2 separate regions of the Mus musculus genome follow, and region 1 is linked to region 2. The links are chromatin contacts, called in public promoter capture Hi-C maps. All regions are on one chromosome and are shown on one strand. Each heading gives the region's core, a stretch centred on a gene start, on an enhancer-like site or on the middle of the called end of the contact. The rest is flanking DNA. Distances are from core to core; before and after follow the strand shown. Region 1 holds the start of Ndufaf4 (NADH:ubiquinone oxidoreductase complex assembly factor 4). Region 2 overlaps Mms22l (MMS22-like, DNA repair protein).

Evidence for each region. Promoter capture Hi-C pulls out the DNA fragments that hold promoters and counts their contacts.
Region 1: a contact with region 2 is called in a promoter capture Hi-C map of hippocampal neurons, with 2.6 times the contacts expected there. The contact joins the promoter of Ndufaf4 here to the enhancer-like site in region 2. A contact is called at or near these places in 6 of 39 promoter capture datasets (3T3-L1-derived adipocytes, the C10 cell line, embryonic stem cells and 2 more) and 2 of 115 datasets of contacts at active chromatin or transcription factors (embryonic stem cells and large pre-B cells).

The regions. Positions count from the first base shown.
Region 1 is chr4:24,895,446-24,900,156 of GRCm38.p6, forward strand. It overlaps Ndufaf4 (NADH:ubiquinone oxidoreductase complex assembly factor 4), which reads left to right and starts at 2,638. Exons shown (of 3, transcript NM_026742.4): 1 at 2,638-2,857; 2 at 3,128-3,231. The coding sequence starts at 2,722. Gm46848 (a long non-coding RNA gene) reads right to left here and starts at 2,677. Exons shown (of 3, transcript XR_001784261.2): 1 at 1,245-2,677.
Region 2 is chr4:24,542,310-24,547,804 of GRCm38.p6, forward strand. The region is part of intron 13 of Mms22l (MMS22-like, DNA repair protein); the gene reads left to right. Among named protein-coding and RNA genes, the nearest start is that of Mms22l, 49 kb to the left of the region's middle. Within about 2 kb of position 2,747, at least 47 of the 459 cell types and tissues checked have an H3K27ac peak or open chromatin away from gene starts, as enhancers often do. A contact at or near this core is called in hippocampal neurons, where this site is marked.

The DNA.
Region 1 (4,711 bases), core at 1,388-3,887, 350 kb after region 2:
CAATATCCCACAAAGATATTTCTGAGACCCACGAACATCTGCAACTTGCTCACTATAACGCCTTTAGCGTATGTCTTGAACTTGAGTCACCTACTTCCTGAGTGTAAGTTCTAAAATGCCTTGTAGGACACTGAAGTGTGTTCTGTACAGGGAGGAGTGTGTAATGGTGAGTAGAGGCAGAGAGGAGAACTGAGGAGGGTAAGTATTGTGTGCCTGACACTTCTTCGGAAGACGTGAATAAATGTCTACTAACTGGAGCTAGGGAACCAATGAATGGATAAAGTATATAATTCCACCAGAGTCCAACTTGGGAAGCCAGTGAATTTTGGGGGGAGGGTTACTCACTGGAATACATTAGAGGAACGGGATGACTAGTAAGGAGCCATTTCACTAACCAGCCTGCTGCGATCTGGGTAACAGCTCACTGAGACAGCAATTCTGGAGCTCTTTGTCTGACGGGCAGGCAGCTCCTCACCTCTAATCCTCCTCTCCCTAGCACTATTCAGTGGCCTTCTTTAACATGTAGCCTTCAGCTTTCCCAGATTTGTAAGCTCTGTTGACTTCCTGAGTCTCATAAGCATCCCTCCTGCTTTAGGAGGGAAGGTTCAACCAGGAGGAAATTGCTACACAATGGTGAGGGAAGCTTGCAGGTTCTACCTGATGGTGACTATTACTGCTGCGAGTGCGAGGCAAAGGCAGATGGCATTCTAGACCCTTGTTATAATGCCTATTGATGTTCCAGCCTTCCCAGGTTCAACAACACCATCACATGGAAAGAGCATGCTAGTCAATGATTGAAACTGATCTTGGCATAAACACCCACTTTGTCCTGGCACCATTTGGGCATACAGCACGAAACAAAACAAAGGAAAATGTCTCTTCTCAAAAACTAGCATTTTACTGTTTTGGTGATATTTGGAGTTCATCACTATCATTCATTATCAGCTATCAACCTTACTTCAGTTTGGCTGAGAGAAAAGCAGACTTCTGACTTCCCTTGAGGGTCTGCCTTCAATCCTCAGGCAGAAGCCAGAAAGAAAATCTTAAGTTCAGACCTTCTGCTACATTGTATGTCTTGACAAGAAGAGCTGAAATTATGGATTTATGGTCCAGGATTTTGTTTCCATTCTGATTACCAAAGTAAGATAGCCAAAGGTGGGTTCTGCTGGAGCCTCTCTGCCTTGTTTTGGTCTTTAAGGGTCTGAGTAACCCCAGGCCAAGGCTAGATAAAACAATAGGCTCACCTGCCACTGTCTCTTCCAGTGTCAAATCCAAGCTTTCCTGCGTGTAGAAATTCACAGATCTTTAATTTTGTACTATCTGCTGTCCTGGACTCACTCGAAACTCTTGTGTAAGGTTACTTTCATGTAGCCCTAAGTTTGGTGGAATCACATGAAAATTTAAAATACTTTAGCAGGCAGTGAGTGGAATTGCTACTATAATTCTTAAAGCACAGAACAGACTTAATGAGGCCAAGGAACATTTCTTGATGTCCAGAGAAATTGGTTTTAAAAAAAAGGCACCCAGTTATGAACTTGTTTAAAAAGCTCTCAGATGGAAATCTTGGAGCAGACTGCCACCTTCAGGATAACTAACAAATTAACTCACTGAACACGGTTTTAGCTTCTACATAACCCATCTCCAGAGACAGGTTTCATAAGCAACAGTGAGAACTTTACCCCTCTAGTGTTTTCTCTATTATGAAACAGTTTAATTAGTAATAGTCCTTAAAAAAATGAAAACCCCTCCCCCTAATTTTTTTCTTTAAGTTGGTTAGACACAACTAATCTATTCACCTAACCAACCAGGCTAAAATCTTTAATAGATTTCACAACCACAGTCTGGGAAAAATATTAATTCGAAAACTTATTTTCTTGCTGGTGGGCTTTAAAAACTATGGGCCAATCACATTGAATACTTTCGGAAACGTAAAAGAAGGAAGAGACAAAGGGTGGGTGGAAGAGAAGGGGAAAGGAAGATAGAATGTGTACCGTAGATTTTTTTTTTCTTTTTCCAAATACAGCGTTAAGTTACACCAGGGTTTGCCAAGATTACAGAGACTCGAGAGGCAGTAGAGCTGAGAAATGGGGCTGAGAAGAGCACGGTGATTCAGCGCTAATGGAGGAGTATGTCAAGTTAGTACTACTTATGAGAGAAGGGGAAGGAAAGCCTAAAACTCATAGCACTAGGGACAAAGTGGCAGGAAAATGGTATGTCAAGATAGTGAAAGAGTTAAAACAAACAAACAAAACCAACACAAAATTGGCTCAGAAAGCTCCAGGCAAGGGACAGGAAAATAAGGGCTGTTAGAATGGAATTGCGGCTGAGAACAAATATTCTCAATTTCTCAAAAGCATGGGCAGGTAAATTCAGAACCTTGACCCTGCGCTCTGCCCTCTGAAGAGGTTGGAAGATCTCCGCTCCACACTGGCTACTCGGGATTTTGCAACCGTGGGATCACAGCAGCTCATCCTTAAAGACTCCGGAGTCGCCGGCCGGCGTCCCTGACAACGCCCAGATGTCTGCGCATGCGCCTGTGCGGAAGGGTGGGCGGGGCGGAGTCCAGGGTGCGTCCTCCCGGCCACCAGGGGGCGACGAGCGCGTCCTCGGCGTTTTACCGGTGCCTGGCCCCTGGTGTGCGCATGCTCCGTGCGTACAGAGGTCACCGGTGCCGGTGGCTTCTACACGTGCGTAGTGAACTAAGGGCATCATGATTTAGAGATGGGGGCTCGCGTGACCCGCGCCTTAAGGAACTTCAACGTGGAGAAGCGAGCGGAGCGAGAGATCAGCAAGAGGAAGCCCTCCATGGCACCCAAGCACCCTTCTACCCGCGACCTCCTGCAGGAGCACCGGAGTCGTGAGTGCAGTCCCTCCCAGGCCTCCGGTGACATTGAGGTCGTCCCCGCGCGGGCCCCGGGTGGTGGCGGCTGGAAGGAATCCCGGAGCCCAAGGCAGCCCGCGCTCTCTCCCGGCGTCTGCGCAGGCTGCACGCAGACTCTCGTCCAAGTGTTTGCCCCAAGATGTCCAGATGATTTTTTTTTTTAATATTGTACATGTTTACGAGTTTAGAGATTTTTTTCCTTAAAAAAAAAAAAAAAAGATACTATGGCTTATTTTCTTTCCTTAGAGTATCCAGAAATCGAAGAAGTTGTTTCTAAAAAAGATAACAAGCTGCTGTCATTGCTAAGAGATGTATATGTCGATTCCAAAGATCCGGTGCCTGCCTTGCCGGTAATGTATACGTTAATTAAGTTGGCAGTTTATTTTGGAGGTCTGAGAAAGTGATCAAGAAAAAGAGGGCAACGAGTGAAAGTGCAAAGTGTGTGTGTGTGTGTGTGTGTGTGTGTGTGTGTGTGTGTAGAGGGGAGCAGTCAGTGTAGAGCACAGACAGCTAGACACAGGCAGGCCTGGACCCCCTTCGATACTTAGGGTATACTTAGGGTATACTTAGGGTATACTTAGGGTATACCGAAAGACCTGTGAAGGGATTGATTGGATGGACCTGTGTGAATTGTTTATTGCAGAAGTTGTAGGGTTGGGTTACGGCATTTTTTAGTGGTTTTCTGAGTGACCAGTATGACTTTGAGAGCTATTTCATATTCTGTAAATTAAGATGCTCTTAATGACAACCTCAGTGTTTGGGGGTTTGGAGTGGGGGCACGTTCATAGTTTTGAGGATGTGTCCCAACAGGATATGTAATATTATATGTAAGTTAATATAGCATGCTGGAATGATGGGTATGTCTCCTGTGTCAGGTGTAAGTGTTGTGTGTAGTGATTAAAACAGTAATTACTCTCTGAGGCCCATGGTACGTTGCGGACCACAGACCATTCCGTGGATGAGCAGCTGTACAACTATAATGTAATTACGGGCTGGGGAAGATGAAAGGCTGCTTCTGAGGAAGTGACATTTAACCCTGGGCCTGGAGTGCAAATTGAAGTTGCAGCCTGGAAGGCAAAGAATTAGATTAAATGAAGAGGAAGTACCAGCCACAGCCCTCAAAGTTTTTTTTGTTTTTTGTTTTCATTACAAAACTTTTTTGTATTATCTAATACTGAGCAAAAGACTGCAATTACAGCTACTTCTATAATATTCATAATTTAATAGTGACAGTAGGATTTAGTTAGTACCAGATTTTCACACAATAAAGATACATTGATTGTTGGCCATAGTGTATTATTTTTAAGCTCAGCAATACTTGGAAGGAGGGTTTCCCATTTATGCTAAGTATGAGGTGCATGTGAGTGTGTGTGTGTGTGTGTGTGTGTGTGTGTGTGTGATTTTTGTGTAAAGATACTTATTTGATATTATACTTGGTATTTAGTCTGTTGAAGTGACCAGTTTAACCTCTTCAAATAGGTGCCAGTCACCTAACTATAATTTATTTACTAATTTTCTGACTTCTGTTTATAGACTTATTGGTTGTTTGGTTTTTGTTTCATCTTTTTCTTTTTCTTTTTCTTTTTCTTTTTCTTTTTCTTTTTCTTTTTTTTTTTTTTCCAAGATAGGGTTTCTCTGTGTAGCTCTGGCTGTCCTGGAACTCACTCTGTAGACCAGGTGTTTTTTGTTTCTTACCACTAGACCCATACTATCTCAATAAAGTGGTATGACACATCCTGGTGACTGTTATAACCTAAAAAAGCTTCATATCTTCTCAAATCACTTCCTTCTAAATGAACTTGGGAATCAGATTTTTAGTGTCTTTAGTAA
Region 2 (5,495 bases), core at 1,497-3,996:
AGAAAAGCAGTTAGACAGTACTGACTTATGCCTATCTAAAACAATGGTTGTAATAATCTTTTAATGCATTCAGCATATGGTGATTTTCTTTTATTATTATATGAACAATAATACCTTTTAAGCATCTCTGAAATGTATGCTTATCCAGGTATCTTTACTCTTGAATAATGTATTTCATTTGAATTGCTCTAATGTCCTTTATTGCTTTCAACTTGATGGTGTAAATTTTTTCCACAGAGGATGCATATTAATGCATAAAGTTTTTATTTAACAAATTCGTGTTCAGTAAAGTAGACATGTGTGATCTGTTCAAATGAAATCTTCTTAATATTTGTGCATATGTGTATAATATCAATGATAGACTGATAGGAAAAAGAAACTTAGGTATTTTTAAGTCATAGCCATTTTGTATTCTGTTATTTTAGTCACTATTTTAATAGGTAATGGTTTGTATTTCTCATTGTTTTCTCTTTATACAGCAGATCTTGTCAATATATACAGGAAAGGAGAAAGTAGTGCTTATGTAGTTACCCTGTAAATTTAAGGCAGAAATCTCAAATTCATTCTGCTTCTTGCCTCTTAAGCATCTTTGATTAAAATGACCTCCAGAAGATTTAGAAACACATTTTTTCTAATTAACTGAGAGTTTTGGTGATATTGAAAAGTAAAGCTCACCATGTTTATTGTATGTAACTGAGTTGTTTGTGGCAATTTTTATTTTGTTTTCCAAGTAAATAAATATTATCAGACTATTCTAATACTTGACTAGGGAAGCAGTTTGGGTAAGAGGGTTCTTGAGCTTCTTCATCTTTGAAAAGTAAATTCAGTTATAGTATGTTACATTTCATATTAAGTCCAGTTCCTAGTTCATTACAGTTTTGTAAAGTTTTGTAAATGGGACTTTAGATTTATATTTTCAAGATTATCTATTCAGGAAATCAAGAAGTTAACCTTATAAGGTTTTTGGTTTGTTGTTTTTTTGCTGTGTAGTTACTGACAAAAGTTTAAAGTTACCAAAATTATGATGGGGGAAGTGGGGTGGAATATAGAAAATCTACTTTTCATGGTAGCAAAGGAAAAAGAGAAAAGAACGGGTATTGAAAGAACAGTGATGTGAGATTGAGAGCATTATGGGACAGGAGCAGAGTGCTTCCTGGAAAGAAGTCACTTTGTTTCTGCTCAGTTGTGGAGGGAGGAGAATGCTGTGACTACTTTCTGTACCCTGGAATTTGTTACCTTAGTCAGTGGTAATACATTAGAAGATGCTGAGGTGAGGTGACAGCATTGCTGTGTTATTTGCCTGAACTCAAGGTTCACTCTAAACTTTAGACCTCGCAGATCCTTGAAACATTAGGTGAAACTCAGTAATGAGCTTGTGCGAAGCTATCTACAGTTTGCTTACACAGCACCATGTCAGGCTAATTATTAAAAGACATGTTGTCACAATACACATGAGTCGCTTTTGTGTGACAGGTTTGCTAAAGTTAACTCTTCTACAATTGTGACTTTATTAAATGAACTAAACCCAGAGAAATTCAGTGAGATACACTGGCATTGTGACTTGGTTCTACAAGGGAAGTACTCCCTGGAAGTCAGAAAAATTTAAGGCCCACACATACGTTGTTTTCACTGATGGGCTGGTGTGATATCAGAGTGGGAAGGAAGCCAATCTCTTCATTATCCCCAGAATTGTTTTTGGATTAATAGAGACGCAGAAGGCACTATAAATAACAGAAAAAAACCTAAATTCGTTGTAGCTTGAGATCTACCTGGCTGGGCTTACTGTGTTCTTTTATCACTCCAAAGCTGTGGTCTTTAACACGTATTTTACAGAGAACATACAAGCACACATTTTATTCTGGCATATTGGGTTACTTTTGCCACCATATTGTTTATAAGGAATATCCTTATCTTTGTTGTCTTCCTGGTAAAGAAGAATGAGTAGTTGCTCTCTTAAATTTTATTTATTAACATTTTAGCAAAATTGAGAACAAGTAGGGAGTGAAACTAGCATTTGAAACTCTTAATTTCAATTGTTTCTTCCTTACCTTACAAGATACATATTTTTCTCTCTTTAGGATGTCTCTTGTCAGATTTAAGGCTTATTTAAAATGAAAAGAAAGCTGGAGCAATTTTCTTTATTCCATTTCAGTCTCCTAAGGCCTATTTCCCCCTGGTGAGCTCATAGCAACAGGGGGGTTTAAGGGAATTCAGCTTTCTGCAAATTAATGTCTCACATCATGAAAATTCAGGACTTTTTTTTTTTTATCTTGAAAAGTAATACAGTGAGTGCGAGTATTATTTCTTGCCAGCGGGTGGAAGATGAATGATTTTGTCACAGTTTTACTGCTTGATGAGCAGTGTCCTGAGGGTCAGGCTTAAGTCTGTGTCACTATGCTGCTCATTACTCTTGAGCTAAATAAGGGCTGATTGGATCTAAATTGCCTAGCACATGGGCCACAGATGAGCTCAGTGAGCAGGGGATGACCTGCTATTCAGTCTGGGAGTAACCCCGGTGTGCAAATGCAGCATTAGAACACCGTGGGAGAATGAGAGGCTACCGGCTGCTGCCAGCAAAAGAAATCGAAATGTAAAAACTCTTTGATGCTGTGATGTTAGAATTTGAAATGTAGGAAGTGACAGGTTGATGGTACTTATCAGCTTTGGCTGGATTAGAGAACAGTGTCATCTTGCTTATATAATGACAGAAGAATGAAGCGAGCAGCTAACTACTGTGCAGAGCAGAGCCACTGCTGTTGCCACAGGCAGGCATTGCTGCCTCCTACTGGCAGTTTTCCTGGAAACCAGGACAGTATAATGAAGAGAAAGCTTCCACTCCTGATTTTCAGAAATCTGCTGGTGTGCTTTTTAAGGTGGTAAAAAGCTGCTAGTAGAAGAGTATCAAAAACGGGGTGGAGAGGAGACTTAAAGTCTACTGGATACAGTAAAAGCATCAACCTGGGGAAATTGGTTGTTCTAGAGTAGTCTAGTGAATCAAGGGTTTATAAAAGGAAAGTACTCAAAATATAGGGCAGAAATCCCTCTTGCATTCACCCTAAAATATTGTTCTTTCAGGAGACCTGGGGTGGGTGGGTTGATTTTGTATTTTTTATCAATAACAGCACTTTACTAACAAATAATCCTTGGAATCTTACAGAGTACTAAGCACAGCATTAACTCAGTTTGAAATATACCTGATAAGGATTCAAAGTAAAAAAAAAAAAAATCCTCTGATTATGTAGCGTATGATGCATAAATTTATCTCTTAGGAAGGGACGGTACAGAAGACAAATGCCTCTTCTATAAGCCAAATGGTCTAAACAGCAAAACCATCAAAATCTCATACAGTGCTGCCTTCTTTAACTTTACTTCTTCAGGTGTGACTTAAAAAAACATCATTATCAGACTCAAGTTTCGTGTATTGATCCAGGAAACTGAGACTAAACTGGAAAAGCTACCTGTCACATAGGAGTTACTCTCCCTGTTTTGTTGGAGGCTATCATACTTTTCTAGTTCATTTGCATTTTAACCCAACTAGATCAAATATAACCAAATTAGTGGCTTTTAAATATACACGACCATTGACAGCTTCTAATATCAATGGCATTTTTTGGTATCATAATTATTGTGTGTGAGCGTGCGTGCGCGCACGCGCACACGCACTCGGACCTGCATATCCGTGCGGGTATGTGTATAGCCCTGAAATCATGTACTTACAAGCACCACTAAACAGACAAACCTGGTGTTATTTGTGTATTTATGTGTTTAAATCTGCATGTAGCAATATTACAGAAAAATGAGGCCATGAATTTGAAAGGGATGGAGAATCATATTACATGCTGTAGGGAGAGGACATGGGGGGGGGTTGAGGATGAACGAGAAGAGCCCATTGCTTTTTGTGAAAGTTAATGCTTTGTTTGATTTTCCAAATAAAGATGCAAAGGTGTGTGGAAAGTATTTTGTATCTAGGCATGCTCTTTCTACTGTGTAGTTACTATGTCACTCCCGGGGTGTCATTCATAAAGCATTGCAGATAAGACTTTGACATTCACTGACTTTGTTTGGGGAAGTTTTTTTTTTTTTTCCTAACATATTTTAAAATATAGGACCTTATGTGTACCTTTAAAATATTACTGGGAGCCACAATTTAATTAAACTCAAGGCTTATGTATATGCTTATATAGCTATATACATCTTATAATTTTTATTACTACATAGAAAGCATAAAGGAAAAACTTAAATTAATCTTTTAGTTTGTTTATAAGAAGAAAACTGCAATAGTAGAGGTGGCAGGCTTTTAAATATGTGGTGCAGTGACTAAAAGATTGAGTAAATTAGTATTTCCAAGTGTTAATTTTTGTTTCTTTACCTGTTATTAATGTGCCCAACTATTTTCTTGGTTTTATTTTTCTTTCTTTCTATAGCTGGCATATAAAATAGTTTTTAATGTAACTTCAATTTTTTTATTGCTTAAAGTTTTAAAATTTAAATTAAAATACAGTTAATTCCTCTCCTTTCAACACATTCTATGTATTCTCACTCCTTTCAAATTCATGGCTTGTTTTTCTTTAATTATTATTGCTACGTGTATACAAAAGCACATAAATATACAAGTAACACCTGCTGAGTCTGCTTAGCAGTGCTTTTGCACAGCCTTTTGGGCTGGCCACTTAGTGTGGTATAACCAAGTAAGAGGCTCTTTTGGGGGGAATATTAAGTTCTTTCTCAGCAGTCATTGGTTGCCTGTAATTCTTTGTCTAGGCTTGGAGCCCTGTGAGCCTATCTAGTTCCACATTAGCATCTCTGTTGCTGTTATCATTGTTTATGACTTGTTTAGGCAGCCATATTGTTCCAGGATTAATGGTATCATGGGTGAAGCTTCCCAGTCATTTCTATACAATCTCACAGTAGACTTTTTAGTCCTCTGGCTTTTAACAATCTTTCTAATTAATCTTCAGTGATATTCCCCTGAGTCTTAGGTACAGAAGTAGTGTAGATGCATCTATTGAGGCTAGACACTCCATTATCAGTATTTCTGTGATTGACCAGCTATGGTTTTCTGTAATGGTCTCTCTCGGCCATAAGGAGAAGCATCTTTGGTGAACAGTGACAGTTATCTGAGTGTAGAAGAATAAGTAATAGAACTTGAAGCATTTGAAAGCTCTCGAGAGATTTCAATGATTGTCTTACATTTTTCTACTATCAAACTTCTTGTGTCTTGAAAAGACTAAGTGATACAGAAGTATATATATTAATGGTAGAAAATGTAAGTCCTGTCTCCTCCAGAAGGAACCACTAGCAATACCGTGGAAATTATCATCTCTTTAAAATGTGTTTGTGTGTGCCACATGTGTGCACGTGCCCACAGAGGCCAAAGGACAGTATTATGTGCCCTGCAGCTGAAGTTACAGGTGGCATTTGTAATCTGGCCAACTTGAATCCTGGGAATTGAACTTGTGTTCTCTGCAAGAGCAGCCACCCAGCTTCTTTACTGC